Linked DNA regions of Sus scrofa: regions 1 and 3 are each linked to region 2. Evidence: chromatin contacts called from public Hi-C and HiChIP or PLAC-seq data. All regions are on one chromosome and are shown on one strand. The core of a region is the stretch at or near the end of the contact, and the rest is flanking DNA. Distances in the headings are between cores, read along the strand shown. Region 1 overlaps TTLL11 (tubulin polyglutamylase TTLL11). Region 2 overlaps DAB2IP (disabled homolog 2-interacting protein). Region 3 overlaps TTLL11 (tubulin polyglutamylase TTLL11).

Evidence for each region. A called contact is a pair of places that touch in the nucleus more often than the background predicts. HiChIP or PLAC-seq counts read pairs in DNA pulled down with a chosen protein or histone mark.
Region 1: an H3K27ac HiChIP or PLAC-seq map of skeletal muscle shows a contact between it and region 2. The contact joins two enhancer-like sites. A contact is called at or near these places in 2 of 47 Hi-C or Micro-C datasets (embryonic fibroblasts and retroperitoneal adipose tissue) and 1 of 2 datasets of contacts at active chromatin or transcription factors (skeletal muscle).
Region 3: a contact with region 2 is called in a Hi-C map of skeletal muscle, with 5 times the contacts expected there. The contact joins two enhancer-like sites. A contact is called at or near these places in 1 of 5 promoter capture datasets (liver), 16 of 47 Hi-C or Micro-C datasets (alveolar macrophages, brain, embryonic fibroblasts and 8 more) and 1 of 2 datasets of contacts at active chromatin or transcription factors (skeletal muscle).

What each region holds. Positions count from the first base shown.
Region 1 is chr1:262,054,829-262,057,528 of Sscrofa11.1, forward strand. The region is part of intron 8 of TTLL11 (tubulin polyglutamylase TTLL11); the gene reads right to left. Among named protein-coding and RNA genes, the nearest start is that of TTLL11, 150 kb to the right of the region's middle. Within about 2 kb of position 1,368, at least 3 of the 83 cell types and tissues checked have an H3K27ac peak or open chromatin away from gene starts, as enhancers often do. A contact at or near this core is called in skeletal muscle, where this site is marked.
Region 2 is chr1:261,766,985-261,769,765 of Sscrofa11.1, forward strand. The region is part of intron 2 of DAB2IP (disabled homolog 2-interacting protein); the gene reads left to right. Among named protein-coding and RNA genes, the nearest start is that of DAB2IP, 36 kb to the left of the region's middle. Within about 2 kb of position 1,422, at least 4 of the 83 cell types and tissues checked have an H3K27ac peak or open chromatin away from gene starts, as enhancers often do. A contact at or near this core is called in skeletal muscle, where this site is marked.
Region 3 is chr1:262,110,135-262,112,945 of Sscrofa11.1, forward strand. All of the region lies in intron 4 of TTLL11 (tubulin polyglutamylase TTLL11), which reads right to left. Among named protein-coding and RNA genes, the nearest start is that of TTLL11, 93 kb to the right of the region's middle. Within about 2 kb of position 1,522, at least 16 of the 83 cell types and tissues checked have an H3K27ac peak or open chromatin away from gene starts, as enhancers often do. A contact at or near this core is called in skeletal muscle, where this site is marked.

The DNA.
Region 1 (2,700 bases), core at 118-2,617, 290 kb after region 2:
ACGTTCACAGCAGCACCATTCACAATAGCCAAGGCATGGAAACACCTAAATATCCATTGATAGATTAGTGGATAAAGAAGATGTGGTACACATACGCAATGGAATACTACTCAGCCAGAAAAGAATGAAATAATGTCATTTGCAGCTACATGGATGGACATTGAGATTATTATACTAAGTAAGTCATACAGAGAAAAACAAATACTATATGCTATCACTTACATGTGGAATCTAAAATATGGCACAAACGAACTTATCTACAAAACAGACCTACAGCTGCCAAGGGGAGAGGAGTGGGGGAGGGCCAGAGTGGGAGTTTGGGGTTAGCAGATGCAAACTATTTTATATAGATTGAATAAACCACAAGGTCCTACTGTAAAGCACAGGGAACTATATTCAATAACTTATAATAAGCCATAATGGAAAACAATATTCAAAAGAATGCATGTGTGTATAACTGATTCACTTTGCTGTACACAGAAACTAACGCAACATTGTAAATCAACTATACTTCAATAAAAAATAAAAATCTAACAATCTATCCTCATATTATAAAAATGTGAACAGCTAACAGTGAGAGAGTTAAAAAAACCAAGGCAATGTGATGTTTAGAAATGCCAACTCTGGAGTTCCCGTCGTGGCGCAGTGGTTAACGAATCCGACTAGAACCATGAGTTGCGGTTCGTCCTGCCTTGCTCAGTGGTTAACGATCCGCATTGCCGTGAGCTGTGGTGTAGGTCGCAGACGCGGCTCGGATCCCACGTGCTGTGGCCTGGCGTAGGCTGGGCTACAGCTCCGATTCAACCCTAGCCTGGAACTCCATATGCGCGGAGCGGCCAAGAAATAGCAACAAAACAACAAAGACAAAAAAAAAGACAAAAAAAAAAAAAAAAAGAAATGCAACTCTAAAGTGACTGTATGCAATTACCACCTTCCTGGATGGAGGAAGAAACGATGAAAAAATTACCTAGGAAGGCTGGTTATGCCGTGAGTAATCACTGAAGGACTAAACGTCTGCCCTTGGGGTAGCTTGAGAATTTGGAACTTCACTGCTGTAGTAGGGAAATATTGAATTTGTTCCTTTAAGTGAACCCAAATGGAATGACAATGGTCCAGGGGAATTATTAATGGTATTTAATCTACATCTGCACTGCATTTTTAAGCTAAGTGTAAAGATTATTTTCATATTATTTTCATACTTCATATTTTCATATTATTTTCCAGATGCTATTTGACTACACCACACATTCCAAATGTCATAAAACATGGTCAGTGAAACAAACGCAGATGGATATTTACATCACAGAGAAGAAGTTGTGGCCAAGAACATAGCTGAGGGCCCAGCCTAGGGCTGAACTTGACCCATTCTGGCCCTGTGACCTTGGCCGGTGACTCAGCTCTCCGGAGACCAGATATCTTCTTCTGGGAAAACAGTGCCTACAAAGATCCTGTGAGAATTCAACAAAACAATAATATTTGCAGAGCACCCAGCCCTACCCCCTGGCGCCATAAATAGTAATAGTAACACATAATAGTAACGACGACAACAATCTGACAACAATCTCAGAAAGATGCGGCAGCAGCAGAGAGCCAGATATGCTTGTGTGCCGGGTGAAAAAAAGAATTACCATCAGGGTTTTCTTATTGAAAAACTAGTAATTTTAGCAGCCCAATCTGGAGGCCTGTGGTTTAACAAGCAACTAATTAGAAGCCGCTGCTCCCTAAGCGCTGAGGGACACCTGCTTTTACAAGTGCACGCACAGAGGGGAGTCAGGCCCAAGGACGGTCGTTGGCCACGCTCGCTCTGGAAAATGCTGCTGAAAACAAGCCCCAGTGATCTCTCTTAATAAAATCTTCTCTGAAAAACACTCGGGTTAATAATAGGAACAAAGGAGGTCTTCTAGGGTCCCAACGGTTAATTCCACCCTGCATCAGACCATTCCTGCCAGTTTGGGCTGTGAAAATAATGAAAGCAATAATTTTTTTTGTCTTTTGTCTTTTTAGGGCCGCACCTGCGCATATGGAGGTTCCCAGGCTAGGGGTCGAATCGGAGCTGTAGCTTTCAGTCTACTCCAGAGCCACAGCAACACAGAATCTGAGCTGCATCTGCAACCTACGCCACAGCTCATGGCAACGCCGGATCCTTAACCCACTGAGCGAGGCCAGGGATTGACCCTGCAACCTCATGATTCCCAGTCAGATTCACTTCCGCGAGCCACGGGAACTCCCTGAAAGCGATAATTAAAGGTAAATATGTAAACGGGGGAAAGGCAGGGATACTAGGTGGGGAGGTGGGGTGGGAGGGGGACTGATCAGAAGGATGAGTGATTTGAGCTGATCTGTTCAGTGGACCAACCACAAATGGCTCTATCACAGCCCCTGCTACCCCTCCCCTGATGTGTCCACAGGGCAACCCAAAACCTCCTTGGCTTGGCATTCAAGGCCCTTGATAATCCGACCACTGTCAACCATTCTCTTTCTTCCCCTCTGCTTCCTGTACACCTCACCCTCTCCATCCCTATCAAACTACTTACACTTTTCCCAAACTCACCCCAAATTTAATGTTTCCATTTAGAATAATATTGGAGAGAAAAGGTATTTAAAAAGTCAACATCTAAGTCCTTTAAAGAAAGTAGTCCAGTAAGTCAGAAAGAGAAAGACAAATAACCATATGATATCACTAATATGTGGAATCTAAAA
Region 2 (2,781 bases), core at 172-2,671:
TGCGGGCAGAGGAGAGGAAGGGCGAGCATCCACCTCCTGGCTCCACAGAGCCCACTGCATCTCTGAGGCCAAGTGGCCACCTGCCTAGAAGGAGGTCAGGACAAGCCCGTGGACCACCACAGTCTTGCCTTGAAATTGACCTTGACTCCACCCCATGGGTTCCCATGATCCTGCAGGGGCAGGACACCCAGGAGAGCCTGGCCTGCCAATGGTAAATCACCCTGGAGGAGAAATAGCCTATAAAATCCTCTCCCCAAATGTGCGTTTTGTATCCTGTAGTGAAAAGGGCTTTTAAAAGCACTGTTCATTCAGGTGGATTTAGGGGCTGCTGCCCGCCTCTGGCCTCTCCCTCCCACTAGTGTTCACTGGTTTCTGGGGCTGGAGCACCCTGGGGTCCTGGTACTTTCTGGTGGCTCTTGGTCTAGGGAGAAACCCTATAGCTTCTCGTCCCTGCCTTGCTGCCCTGGGAGGGCGGGCCAAGCTGGCCTAATAGAAGCTCCCTACAGCCCAGCACAGGGCCTGAAGTCCCCCCATTAGCATCCTTCCTCCAGGCCAGCTGTCTCCAGAGGGTCTCCTTGTTGTCACCTGCAAGCAGGTCACCAGGGAGGAGAAGGATGGTATGCCCAAGCTGGAAAGGGGCTTAAAGATCAGCTAGCCCAATCCGCTCATTGTGCAGATGGGGAAACTGAGTCCCAGAGAGGCTATGTGCTCGCTCGGCGTCTCACAGTGCGGTGATGGAATCATGGAAGGGTTTGGCTCTGGTGCAGACTACCGGGGTTGACCCTAGCTCTGCCACTTCCTGGCTGTGTGGCCTTGTGCAAGTAGCTTAACATCTCTGAGCCTCCAATCTCTCACCTGCACATCGGATTATAAGAATTAAACAAGATAAGTCATGTAAAGCACTACTAAAGTGCTGAAGCTTAGAGCTTAACAAATACATCTGGCTTACCCTTTTTAATGCATTGGAATAGCTCTCATTTTTGTTTTCTTTTTTTATTTTAATTTTAATTTTTTGTGTTGTAGGGCTGCACCCACGGCTTATGGAGGTTCCCAGGCTAGGGGTCAAATCAGAGCAACAGCTGCTGGCCTATGCCAGAGCCACAGCAACGCAGGATCCGAGCCACTTCTGTGACCTACACCACAGCTCACGGCAACACCGGATCCTTAACCCACTGAGTGAGGCAGGGATTGAATCTGAAGCCTCATGGTTCCTAGTTGGGTTCATTTCTGCTGTGCCACGATGGGAACTCCTCATTATTGTTAATGACAGAGCTGGGCCTCGAACTCAGATTTCTGGAATCTGTGCGTGGTGTTCTTGCCCTTCTGCCAGGCAGCTTCTTTTGAGAGCGTTTACTCACACAGAGTGCACGGAGCACAGGACAGGGACGATCTGGTGGGGAATAAGCAGTGAGTCACCCCTGGAAGACTGGCCTGGCACAGAGACAGGGCCTGGAGGGAGGCCGAGGGAGAAAGTCGAGAGCCTGCTGCTGGGGCGTAGCTCCCTATTAAGTCGGTTTGCAGTCAGGCAGCCCTGGGAGCTGGACTCCCTGCTCTTAGGTCAGGGCTGACGGGGGCTTAAAGAGCTGATGAAGGAGTTCCCATCGTGGCTCAGAGGTAACGAACCCAACTAGTATCCATGAGGATATGGGTTTGATTCCTGGCCTCACTCAGTGGGTTAAGGATCCGGTGTTTCCATGAGCTGTGGTGTAGGTCACAGACACGGCTCAGATGCCAGGTTGCTGTGGCTGTGATGTAGGCTGGCGGCTGCAGCTCCAGTTCAATCCCTTCCTAGCCTGGGAACTTCCATGTGCCCTGGATGCTGCCCTAAAAAGAATCCCCCCCCTGCAAAAAAAAAAAAAAAAAAAAAAAGAAAAGAAAAAGAAAAAAGAGCTGATGAAATGTGTGTGGCCATGCAGACCTCTGGGGTGGGCTTATTATGCTCAGGCAAGTGTTGGCCAGCCAGAGGATTTATGGGGCAGTGAGTCACTGCCTGGCTGCCCTGGATTATCACATCCCTGCTTGAGACCTTAGGAATGAGTGTCTGATTTCTGTTCACTGATGCCACTCAGTCCTGGGCATGGGCAGAAATCAGGAGGGTCTCTCTGATGTCCTGATTTCCCCCTCCCACCTTCACACCCCCACCTGCTTCCCAACTGCGGCCCCCTCCTCCCTCCTCTAGACCCTCAGGGTTCCTAAGGGGCCCTCTTGCCCTGGGTGTCCACTGCCTTGGGGAGAGGGTCTTATGGCCTGTGCTATGAGCCTGGACTCGGGTGTGTAACTTGGACATTGGAGGGGCCTGTGAGCACCCCGGGGCCCTCCCAGGCAACCACACTCCTGCTCTCCTACTTCCACACCGTTGCTTGAGGTGTAATTCTGCCTGGAATGCCTGTATATGGCTGCCCTGCCCCAGATAATCTCGCAAGCCCACACGCTGCCTCACCTTCAGTATTTCCATTATGCCCTCAAAAGCTGCCTCCTCTGGTAAGCCCACCGAGATTGAGCCCAAGTGGAATTCCTGAAAATCCTCCCAGAGAACATTCTCTGCCTTTCTCCTGTTTTTTTTTTTTTTTTTTTTTTGTATAATAAATATTTGTTCACTCATTCAGGAAGTATTTATGGAGTACCTGCTAGGTGTCTAACACCAGGGACCCCAGGGACCCCCACACTCCTGTGGGGGAGGGAGGCATGAAACAAATCCTTGCATAACTACGACTGCAGTAGCTCTACAGGGAGATCTGGCCCAATCCAAGGGTGCCAGGGAGGGCCCTGAGGTGAAGACTG
Region 3 (2,811 bases), core at 272-2,771, 340 kb after region 2:
CTGAGTGTTAGATATATTATCTTTTATTATCTTTTTTTGAGCAGTAGGGACTACTGTCAGATTTTCAGTTTATTAGCTATCATTTCTTAAATTCCCTACTTATAAGCTTTTTTAAAAATTGAGATATAATTCACATATAACGTTTGTACTAGCTGTAGATGTAGGACATAATGATTTGGTATTTGTACATATTGCAAAACGATCACCACAATAACTCTGGCTAACATCTGCCACCTTACATAGTTACGATTTTTTGTTCCCTTGAGATGAGAACTTTTTAAGACCTGCTCTCTCAGCAGCTTCTAAATATCCAATACCATAATACTAACGACAATCACCATGCTGTACATTATAACCCCAAGACTTAATTGTTTTATAATTGGAAGTTTGCACGTTTTGACCAACTTCACTTATCTTGCCCTAATTTTTTTTTGTTTTATTCTTAGTATCTTTTGCATACCTGCATGATATTGTTTTTAATACTATTACAAACAAAAGATTGGAGGTTCAGAGAAGTCAGGTGACCTGTGAGTCAAACAGTTAGGAAGTGATGAGTCAGAACATGAGGAAGGCAAAAATAGTAAACAGCAAGAGTGAGCGAGGCAGGAAAGTCTGAGATGACTTGGGGATCAAGGCCATGAACTTGGGCACTTGCTGCCCTAACTACCACTGGTACGGCCTGTCACCAGGTACCCCGGCTCAAGGTGGCCAGTGTGCTGCTGCTGCTGCTGGGTGAGAGTTCCAGTAGAGATCTGGATGGAAACCAACAAGCCAAGAAGCCAATCCCCTCTGAGAACCTGGCTGGGCAGCCAAGTGTCTGTGCAGGAAGGGCTGGTCATTTACATCAGCGAAGTGACAACAGGATCTCCTGCAAGCCCCAGGATTTCAACTGCTGGTTTACATTTCAAGGAGAAGCATGAAGGTGTTGACATGCAAGGAATTACCTCTACGTGCCTTTGATCGCCATGGGGCTCTGTGGGCATTCTAAATGAGTGTGAAGGTTGGAAGCCAGGCTGGGCTGAGTTTTACAAAGGAACTCCCACTGTGCCGCTGAAGGCCCGCTCTGTAAGCCACTTTTCTTTAAATAAACACTGTCTGTTTGCCTCCCAGCTATCTTTCAATGGTAGCAGGTGGCCACTGGACAACAGGACCTTTGGCTAAGCTCTCAGATGGGCTCACCAGCAATATTGGCCCAGTGCCCCCTTCTGACCTCAGTGGTCTCCTGTAAGGACACTTCCCTGCCTCCTTACAAGTCACAGAGGGGCGGCAGAGGCCCTTTAAGGGGGTTTGATCCCCTTTAATGCTCTGAACCAAGCATGGGCTCCAGCTCTCCCCAGTTCCCCAGAGTCCAGAAGAAACCAGACTCTAAAAGACTTTATTAATGACTCAGAGCAGAAGGGAAATAAACACGGAGAAGAACGACAAGATCATTCTGTTTACAGACACGCTCATCCCAGCATGACAGGGCTCTTCAGTGTGACTGTGGATGGCAGAAGACAGTGTTTTCCCATGACCTGGGAGCACAGCCAGATTCCTCGGAGGCTCAGCCAAGAGATCGCCTGACACTGACATGAGAAGGACCACCCTGTCTAGGGGATGCCTCACCTGACCCATCATGTCAGGACAGCGATGCTACAACCTCCACAGGACAGCATTTCAGGATCTCAGGATACAATCCCATAAACCAAACAGCCTAGCGAGACATGTGTAAGAAATAGTAGGGTATGTGTTACACTACAGCACCGATGCTGTCATCCATCAACTGAGGATTAGAATAAACCTCTCGGGTCCAGGATTTCCCACACTTGCATGGCCAGGGAATGCTTTAAAATTATAATGTACTTGGAAGACACCAGCAGAAATCACAAGTATAATAACGTGGACCAACTAAAAATTTCAATGTATAAGATATGGTGATGGGAGTTCCTGGCGTGGCACAGGAGAAACGAATCCAATTAGGAACCATGAGGTGGTGGGTTCGATCCCTGGCCTTGCTCAGTGGGTTAAGGATCTGGCATTGCCATGAGCTTGTGGTCACAGATGTGGCTCAGATCTGGTGTTGCTATGGCTGTGGTGTAGGCTGGCAGTTGTAGCTCCAATTCAACCCCTAGCCTGGGAACCTACATATGCCACAGGTGCAGTCCTAAAAAGCCAAAAAAAAAAAAAAAAAAAGAGAGAGAGAGACGGTGATGTGGTGACATTAGTCAAGGGTGACCTGAGTCGATATGTATGATGACATTAAGCACACAAAAGTTCATCGGAGAGACCACTTCCTTTCTACCTTCAACTTAATCCAAACAGGCAGGATTCTTTGTTAGGGTGTTGCTGGGATACTTTGGAAAGCATCCCGTGGTTATCTAACAGCGGTTAAGAGCAGCAGAGATAAGCCTGAGTGACTTTGATAAATCATTGTATTCTGAGCTGTAAGCCCTTTCTAAATATCTACAAGTTGCTTCAACTATGTCACCCAGTGGGAAGGAAAAGAACAAGAGGAAGAAACGACCATCTCTTGACATCAGTGTCGGGAGAGTGAGGAGTCAGAACAGCGTTCTTATTTAATCCTCTCTCTGTGTTCATCAGCCAGCAGCCCTATGGGGCAGAGTCGTGTCTGAATTTTAGAGAGGAGGGAACAAGGCTCAGAGGGTGCAGAAACAGTGCCAGGCCATACGCATAGCTGAGGACACTCTCAGTGTAAGCGTGGCCGGCTCCAGAACCCAGGTTTTCCCTCTAGACCACTTTGGAAACAGAAAGGAGGCTATTGAGCCTCCGCTCGTTTGTCTATACTTGCGTAGTACTTGCCTTCCGACCACA